Linked DNA regions of Danio rerio: region 2 is linked to region 1. The links are chromatin contacts, called in public Hi-C maps. All regions are on one chromosome and are shown on one strand. The core of a region is the stretch at or near the end of the contact, and the rest is flanking DNA. Distances in the headings are between cores, read along the strand shown. Region 1 holds the start of si:dkey-246e1.3. Region 2 holds the start of gde1 (glycerophosphodiester phosphodiesterase 1).

Region 1 (4,016 bases), core at 635-3,134:
GTCGCAGTGCCATGGATTACCAGACAACAACGCATACAAACGTCCACCCAACATACCTGAGGGCAAATTCAGTGTTGTTTCTAGGGTCGAGAAAAACAAGCTCTTTCTGTTGAAGGAAGATGCCAGCAGGAAGACTTTCCAGACGGTTCCCGCTCATAAACACCTGCTGAAGGTTTGGGTTACCGATGAAACCTGAAGGGTTCAGGAATTTGAGTCTATCGTTTTCTCTTTGGCTCTTCAGGAGACCTCGCGGGAAACTCGTCGTTGAGTTAAAATACACAAACAGAAGAGCAGTTTACTCGTTTTCCAAATATTTAGGCTAGTGTTACTTGACCAATTGTTTATTTAGCGTAAATCACTAAAAAAAAAACTAATAATCATTTTAAAAACAAAAAGAATGTCTAAGCAAACATCCAAATTTAGTATTTCATTTAAAAATGATAACGTTTGACTCAGTTATACCAGAATATATATTGTATGTGTCTATACTATGTTATAATTGTTATGTAGCCTAAAACGTTGTTTTTAAAGTTTGCTCCTTAGAATGGTTTGACGGCCTGACTTGATCGCCAACACTGACATCTAGCGGTTGGTTTCTGTAATACATTAAATAAAATGTACAAAGTCAAACTGATGACAGACAAATAACTTTATCAGTTTACTGGTAAAAGTCCCTAATTAGTTATATTTTGTGCAAGCAGACCTTCGAAAATATGTTTTCTGCCATTTTCCAAGTAGTTTCCATGATAAGTCTAAAAACCATTTTAGGTTGCCAGTAGGCTACATTTAGCATGAGTTATAGTCAGAGAACATTGAATAGAAGTTATTCATTCATTCATTCATTCATTCATTTTCTAGTCAGCTTAGTCCCTTTATTAAGGGTCGCCACAGCGGAATGAACCGCCAAATTATCCAGCAAGTTTTTACGCAGCAAATGCCCTTCCAGCCACAACCCATCTCTGGGAAACATCCACACACATACTGTACTCATACACCACGGACAATTGAGCCTACCCAATTCTCCTGTACTGCATGTCTTTGGACTGTGGGGGAAACCAGAGCACCCGGAGGAAACCCACGCGCCAAGGCTCGAACCAGCGACCCAACGACCTTCTTGCTGTGAGGCGACAGCACTACCTACTGTACCACTGCTTCGCCCTGAATAGAGGTTATATTTATATTATTATAAGCGGCGGACATTAGATTGGTTCATAGTATGTCATCATACTAAGACACTGATAATTATGACCCATTTGAGCCGGGATTTAGCTATTCCCAGTGTCTTAAAAATACAAATGTGTTGCCAAGTTGATGTTTACATCTGAAGGCTCTTCAAAAATCTGCTCATCCTATAAATAGAAAGAACACTGGGGTCGTCTAATAATAGAAAAAATAACTATTTCAGAAAAGAACTTTGAAGGCTGTTCAAAAATAATATCTAACATAATTGTAAACAATGTGGGATATATGTGAGCATCAGGGGATTATTTCCAAGCATTCTCATGTAGAGAGCCAGAGATAATTGCGTAATATTGTTTTTAAAGTCCCAGATGAAATGAAGCATGAACACTAATGAACACAGACTTTGTGTTTTTCCAATCAGACTGCAACAGGCTTCGCAAAAAGAGATGCAACGAGTTTATTTTGCACAAATACTTACACCAAGTTTCCAAGTGAATCTTGTTTTCTGGATTCTTTGACACAAAAACGTTTCACTGTTTTGGTTGTGAATGTGGCCTGGATCTTTAAAGACCCCAAACTGTCAGCTGAATGAAGTTAGGGGGCCACCGGGGTGGTGAGGTAGCACATTTACCATGGAAACAAGTCCATTTGAGTCACATGGGCTCATACTAATGAGTATTCTGGCTGTCTCTTACTAGTCTGAGCAGTTTGTTGCTCACTTTTGGCCTATGGTATTGACAACATGAGTCTAACGGGGATCACTCCATCTCCTAACGGGACGGCATCATTCGAGACAGACAACACAGAAACACAAGCTACTCTCTATGGTGAGAAAAAGTGCCATTTTGATTTATCATTTACTTTACATTAAGGTGTTTGTGCTGTCTGTTTAAATTAATATTGTATGTGGATTAAATAAAATAAAATAATAGCGATTATAAATGTGCTCTTGCACTATTTATGCACAATTTCATCCATAAATCACAGGATTCTCACTTTCTTCACACAGAAGTAAAGATGTTCAACATCACCCTGTCTGCAGTAGCTCTGTTCATCCTGGCTGTGGCAGGAATTATCAGTTGTTTCTCATACCTGAGACACAGGAGGTGAGTGAAAAAAAAATCAGAAGTATTTAGGCATTATAACGTATGGATAATACTGTATCAATGCATTGTAGAAAAAAAAAATATTTTCCAAGATGTGAACTTCCGTTTTAATTAAAAGTGTTTATATGGTATGAAGTAAAGTCAGAAAAACCTAACAGACTTTTAAAATGTGTTTCGTTCAGAAGAAATATTTAATATTGTGCTTTCCAAAAAAACTTTGCATTCATTTTGCAAAAGTATTTTTGTTCCTTCTAGAAAGTTTTTGTTCCTATCTCAAAAGCACTGCATTCTTAAAAGAAACTTTGCATTTACTTGAAAAAAATATATATATTTCCTCAAAAAAAAAAAAAAAAATGCATTTCACCCAGAATGTTTAACCATTTTGCTTCCAACTCGGATTTTTGCTTTTGTTTATTTCTTCCTAGCAAGAGGTGTTTCCTTTAGAAAGTAACAAAACATTGTAATCCCCAAATAAATTGTGTGTACCCTGCATGGGGAAAGTTTGCAGTCTCTCCCAAAAGTACTGTTTCCAGAACAAGGTTTGCTAGCTAGTATTTTATTGCATTCTTCAATTAAATTAGTTTTCCCTTTAGAAAAATTGCTCTGTTCTCAAATGTATTGTGTTCCCAAGAAACTCAGAATATGCCTATAAATCTTTTGTATTTACCCCCAAAAATGTTCCCTTAACAAAAATACTGCTTTCTCTCAAGAAAGTTTGCATTCTTTCCTTAAATGCATTACATTAACCAGGGTTTTTGCTTCATTCATATTATTTAAATATTTACATTTCCCCAAGAATTGTATTCTCTCACAAATGTATTAGACTCATTCTTAACACCTACTTTTTGGATCTCAAATTAGCCGGCAACTATAGCTCTCTGCAACTCTCACATGGTATAACTACTGCTGCACAATAATATCCTTGGGGGTTCTCTTCTCATTTTTAAACAATGTTTGTAGATATAAGTCAACTCTTGGTGTTGGAAAAAATAATCATTTTGGAACACCAGATTATATTATAGTTAGAAGCCAGCTCGCTAGCTTTCTGCAACTCTCACATGGTCGCCTACTCAAGTTAAACAGGGTTGAGCCCAGTCAGTACCTGGATGGGAGACCACATGGGAAAGCTAGACTGCTGAAAAGAAGTGGTGTGTGGTCTGGCACAATATGGCTGCGGTTGCATCATCCAGGTGGATGCTGCACACTGGTGGTGGATGAAGAGATTCCCCCTAAAAATGTGTAAAGCACTTTGAGTGACCAGAAAAGCTCTAAATAAATGTAAGGAGTTGTTATTATTATTATTATTATGAAATTGCGTCTAATAACTTGTGTTCTTCATAGGAAGTATAAGAGGGCTCGTGTCTATGAGAGCGCTGTGTCCTGTGAGCTTCCCGAGGAGCCAGTGGATGTTACTTCTGCAGTGAAAACCGACCGTTTCCATAACCCACTCGCACTTTTCAGAAGATTGGAGGGCCCAAAAGACAACTCACGGATCCACTACATCTACACCAACCCTCTGCCTGTGGGACACGAGGAAGACAGAACCCCTCCTTATACGGTTTCTACACACACTCCTCTCACACTGCAGGACTACGCCAATGACCCCAGCAGTGGCATCATATTGACTCCACCCATTTTTTACATGCAGCTCTAGAAAGTTCTGAAAAGTTTGTATTTAGGAAACAATCTTGTTCCAAACTCCCATAATGCTCTTTCTAACGTGGAACA
Region 2 (4,016 bases), core at 813-3,312, 240 kb before region 1:
ATAATCCACAGAGAAAGCATTTTTAAGTCGAGTAAACAGAGAAACTCCGACAATGTTTAGATTAGGATATTGTAAAAGTTGAGTTTAAAACTGAGTCTGTATAAAATTAAAAATGTATTTAAACTAGTTTACATTACAACATTGTTACTCAAGCTCATAATCTCAGCTCTGACTTTTTGCCCCCCAGGATTGTGACTTTATTTCAGGTGACTTTTATAAGCTTATCCGTTTATAGGCATTCTTCTGAGTTTACACCTTTACATATTTTTTCTTTCTGTGGCAGGAATAGTTATTTACGTCAACTATACCTTTGCCCTTTAATGCACATGCTACCTGTATGTAAAAGCACTTCTAATGCACAACATGAGTCTAAAATTATCCACATACATTTCTTATATAATGTCATGCATGGCTGGGAATTTTTATGTTTGTATGTTTTGATATGAGTTTATTATTAAACATTCCCTTAAGTACATATTTCGTAATATACCAACAATAAATAAATACATATATTTTTAAATGTAAGAAATAAATAACAATTTGTAATGGTCAAAAACGAGTTAATTAAGAAATTCCTGGAATACCAAGAAAAGAAATTAACTTATTGCAAAGATATTGAAAGTCAGAAGTCAGTCGCTTTCCTTTAGACCAGAGATTCTCAAAGTAGGGCCCGTGGAACTATAGCTGGCCCATTGTAACTTTTTATTTGGCCCACCATCCCATCTGAGAGGAGAGTATGATCGAAATAGTTAGGGCGAATGCCTTTAACATAGAGATTGTCATTTCTACACTGTGAAACCCAAAAAGTTAAGGTACCTCAAACCATTTGAAGAAACCTATTGCAACAAACCATTATGGTTCAAAAACTAATCCTAATGAGTTCTGTGAGGTTTTTAATTGACTCGTTGCCTTCAAAACTGAGTTCAAAACTCTTTTCAAATGAGTAGAATTAACTTTCAGTCAATTCTGAGTTAACTACACTCGCATGTAATTTGGTGTAATCTTTTTTATTTGTTTTACTGCTGAGCGACAAAAAAAGCAAACTAAAATTAAATGTTTCAATTGAATGTTGTAAATGAATCTGATTTTATAAAATGGAAATGCTGTCACTTGATGGATAGAAGACTATGCAGAACACATCGGCAAGACAAAAACTAGTGTAATTTTGTTATACATTAGATTTTGTTTTTACTATAATATATTTATTTTAAAATGTAAAAATATACTGTAATAATATATGTAATAATAATTTGTAATAATACAAAGATATGTTTTATAGCCATTTTTAAACTATTAGATAAATTAGCAAATTACCCATTTTAAATGACCTCATCTTTATTTACCTTCTTCGACCCACTAGCCTCAATCAAGTTTGGTTTTTGTCCCTTCATAAGAAAAAGTTTGGGCACCCCTGCCCTGCTTAGACCCATATATGCAAGGGTTTAACAACTGTACCAATTTGGACTAAATACACTCAATACAAAATATCTCTCCACCTCTGTCATTAAATTATGTGACACTTTTTTGTTTGGCATATTAGCGTCATGTATTGTCTGTAAATGCATTATATGCATTAATATTAATCAGAAACACACTGATGTGCTCACCGCTCTTATAGCAGCTATAGTGTTCTCTGGGGCGTCGTGTCCTCCACCGCGGTGAGCCACCGCCGACACGCCGCCCGCAGGCACTCTGGAGCCGGGCTGCAGCACCTGTCTGGTCCGGCTGGAGGGAACCTGAGGGAACCGAAACATCACCAGAAACAGGTAGAGAGAGGCCGCGAGCACCGTGGGCCACACAGCGCTCCTAGTTCCCACCAGAACCACGACGAAAACAGTAGAAAACAGTACGAGTCCATCTCCCAACTGAAGCATGATGAGGAAATGATCCTACAAACCCAAAACAAGAGCTATTTCTGCAACAAATCAGTCAACACGCAGGATCTGCGCTGCTCTCGAAGCTGTCAGATGAAATCCGCATTGCGAGTGTCCTCAAACTGTCGTGTTCGGTCTTGGCTCATTCATTGCCACACGTCTGTCTGTCAACATATCGCTTGCATGAATGAACTGCCATTAAAGTGTATTAATGACATAACGAACACATTGCGAAATTGCTCCCGTGACCCGATCGACTTGCTGACTTCATCACAATTGAGAGTGTTAATTAAATATATCCCACACAGTGTCATACCATGCGAATAACTTATTTTGTCTACTTGAGGAACAATTAAAGTACAATATAAAATACAAGTATTAGACGCGATGCTTTGATGGACACTTTCTGCAATGTAACAAAAATGAAAGTCCTGCGACTCCATGAAGGACTTTTGAGCGAAAAAACTGTCCGATTTATTAAAAACAATTATGAAATGAGATAAAAACTAAAAATAGAATCATTATTACCGGTTTCAATTGCGGGAAATATTTATCATTTGATGTGTTTATTTAACTGAATTTTAGTCATGGCAACGGAAGTACTTTTATTTTGGAGTATGCTAGACTTTCTATCAAGTCCAGCTTCACATCGCTTAGGGTAGTTGTGCTCAAATTTAGATTTTAAAATTAATTTATCGGTATTTTTTTTTAACAAATTACTTTAAACATTGATGTTACCAGCGTGCGAATTATACATTGACGAACGAATGGGTCAACTTTTTTGATAGTAGTTTGGTAATACATTCTTCAGTGAATCAAATGTATTAATGTACTAAAATTACACCTCATTTATTATTAAAATGTATACGCTTTCAGTGTATTGATATTTAGTGATTTTTTAGAAGTTGCTGAAGGTCAAAATACAACTATTTTACAAGAAGTGTTTTGTGAAAACTTGAGATGTCTATCGGTGCCAGTTTCAGACTGTTGTTGAATGATATTTTTTCTTAGTATTGATTGGGGCGATTATATTTTCACACATGGTATGAACCATTATAAGGGTATATTTATTATGTTATAAATTTTTTATTTTCAATATTTAATTAAAGAGCTATTAAAGAGCTGACCCCCCCTATTCATCTTGTTTTAATGTCCTTCAGGGGGGACAAAGAAGTGTTAATGAGGGGTCAATCCCCCCACCCTCCAACCCCCCTGTAATTCGCACCCTTGATGTTACCCACGACACTTTTATGGTACTGAAACAATCAATTGTTTTTTAATGCTAAAATTTTTGCCAAAATTAGAAATAACGTGTCGAATAATAATATATAAATGCTTATTAATTGTTTTTATTTTCACTTTAATTAAATATTAATGACACCGAATAATTAATAACAAGGAAAATGTCATGCAAAATGAGAAATAAAATGCTTACTTTTTCACATCAAAGGAACAAATCAGTAAATAATAATAATAAAAAATAAATAAAATTACGGGATATATGTATATATAAATATATAAGGGATATATAAATTACAAAAAATTGCATAAGAAAAATTATTTCAGAATTGCACACATTCTTATAGCTTTTTTATTTGTTATGTCTTGTAGGGTTTCAATATGCATAAGATAAGTTTTAAACAAATAAATATTAGGCTTATCATTGGATCAGTTTTGTTTGTGTACATGGTACTTCCCATATATTATCATTAAATTAATAAACAAATTTTGCTCCAAGGTTTAGTTGTTATTATTGAATATCAAAAAATATTTTTACAAGAAAACTGAATTTTTAATTTAGTAAGTTTAAATATAAAATGTTCAACATCAAACCAAAATATTTGGGTATATGTGCATTCAACAAACAGGTGTTTTATCGATTCCTTCTCTAATTCACAAAAAGTGCACGTAGATTCCATGTCTCTAAAATATTTTTAACAACTTGTTTCAAAAACGATTTTGACAAGCGTTGATTTAAGGACTTTTATTTTGAAACGATACATAATATAACTCATGTCCAGCTTCACAGAAGAAGTGCGCGATGCACTGAACTTGTATGGACATGGTGAGTTCATTCAAAACTGAAATAATATTTAATAATAATGCGCGTTATTTAATTATGCTTATGTATTTTCTATGATT

The links. A called contact is a pair of places that touch in the nucleus more often than the background predicts.
Region 2: a contact with region 1 is called in a Hi-C map of embryo, with 3 times the contacts expected there. The contact joins the promoter of gde1 here to the promoter of si:dkey-246e1.3 in region 1. A contact is called at or near these places in 1 of 18 Hi-C or Micro-C datasets (embryo) and 1 of 4 datasets of contacts at active chromatin or transcription factors (embryo).

The regions. Positions count from the first base shown.
Region 1 is chr22:27,809,536-27,813,551 of GRCz12tu, forward strand. It overlaps si:dkey-246e1.3, which reads left to right and starts at 1,885. Exons shown (of 3, transcript XM_701337.9): 1 at 1,885-2,009; 2 at 2,192-2,288; 3 at 3,630-4,016. The coding sequence starts at 1,925. The coding sequence ends at 3,942. LOC141380292 (rho-associated protein kinase 1-like) reads right to left here and starts at 501. Exons shown (of 3, transcript XM_073937750.1): 1 at 57-501.
Region 2 is chr22:27,565,583-27,569,598 of GRCz12tu, forward strand. gde1 (glycerophosphodiester phosphodiesterase 1) reads right to left here and starts at 2,063. Exons shown (of 6, transcript NM_200243.1): 1 at 1,608-2,063. The coding sequence starts at 1,874. tmem186 (transmembrane protein 186) reads left to right here and starts at 3,908. Exons shown (of 2, transcript NM_001135984.1): 1 at 3,908-3,939. The coding sequence starts at 3,931.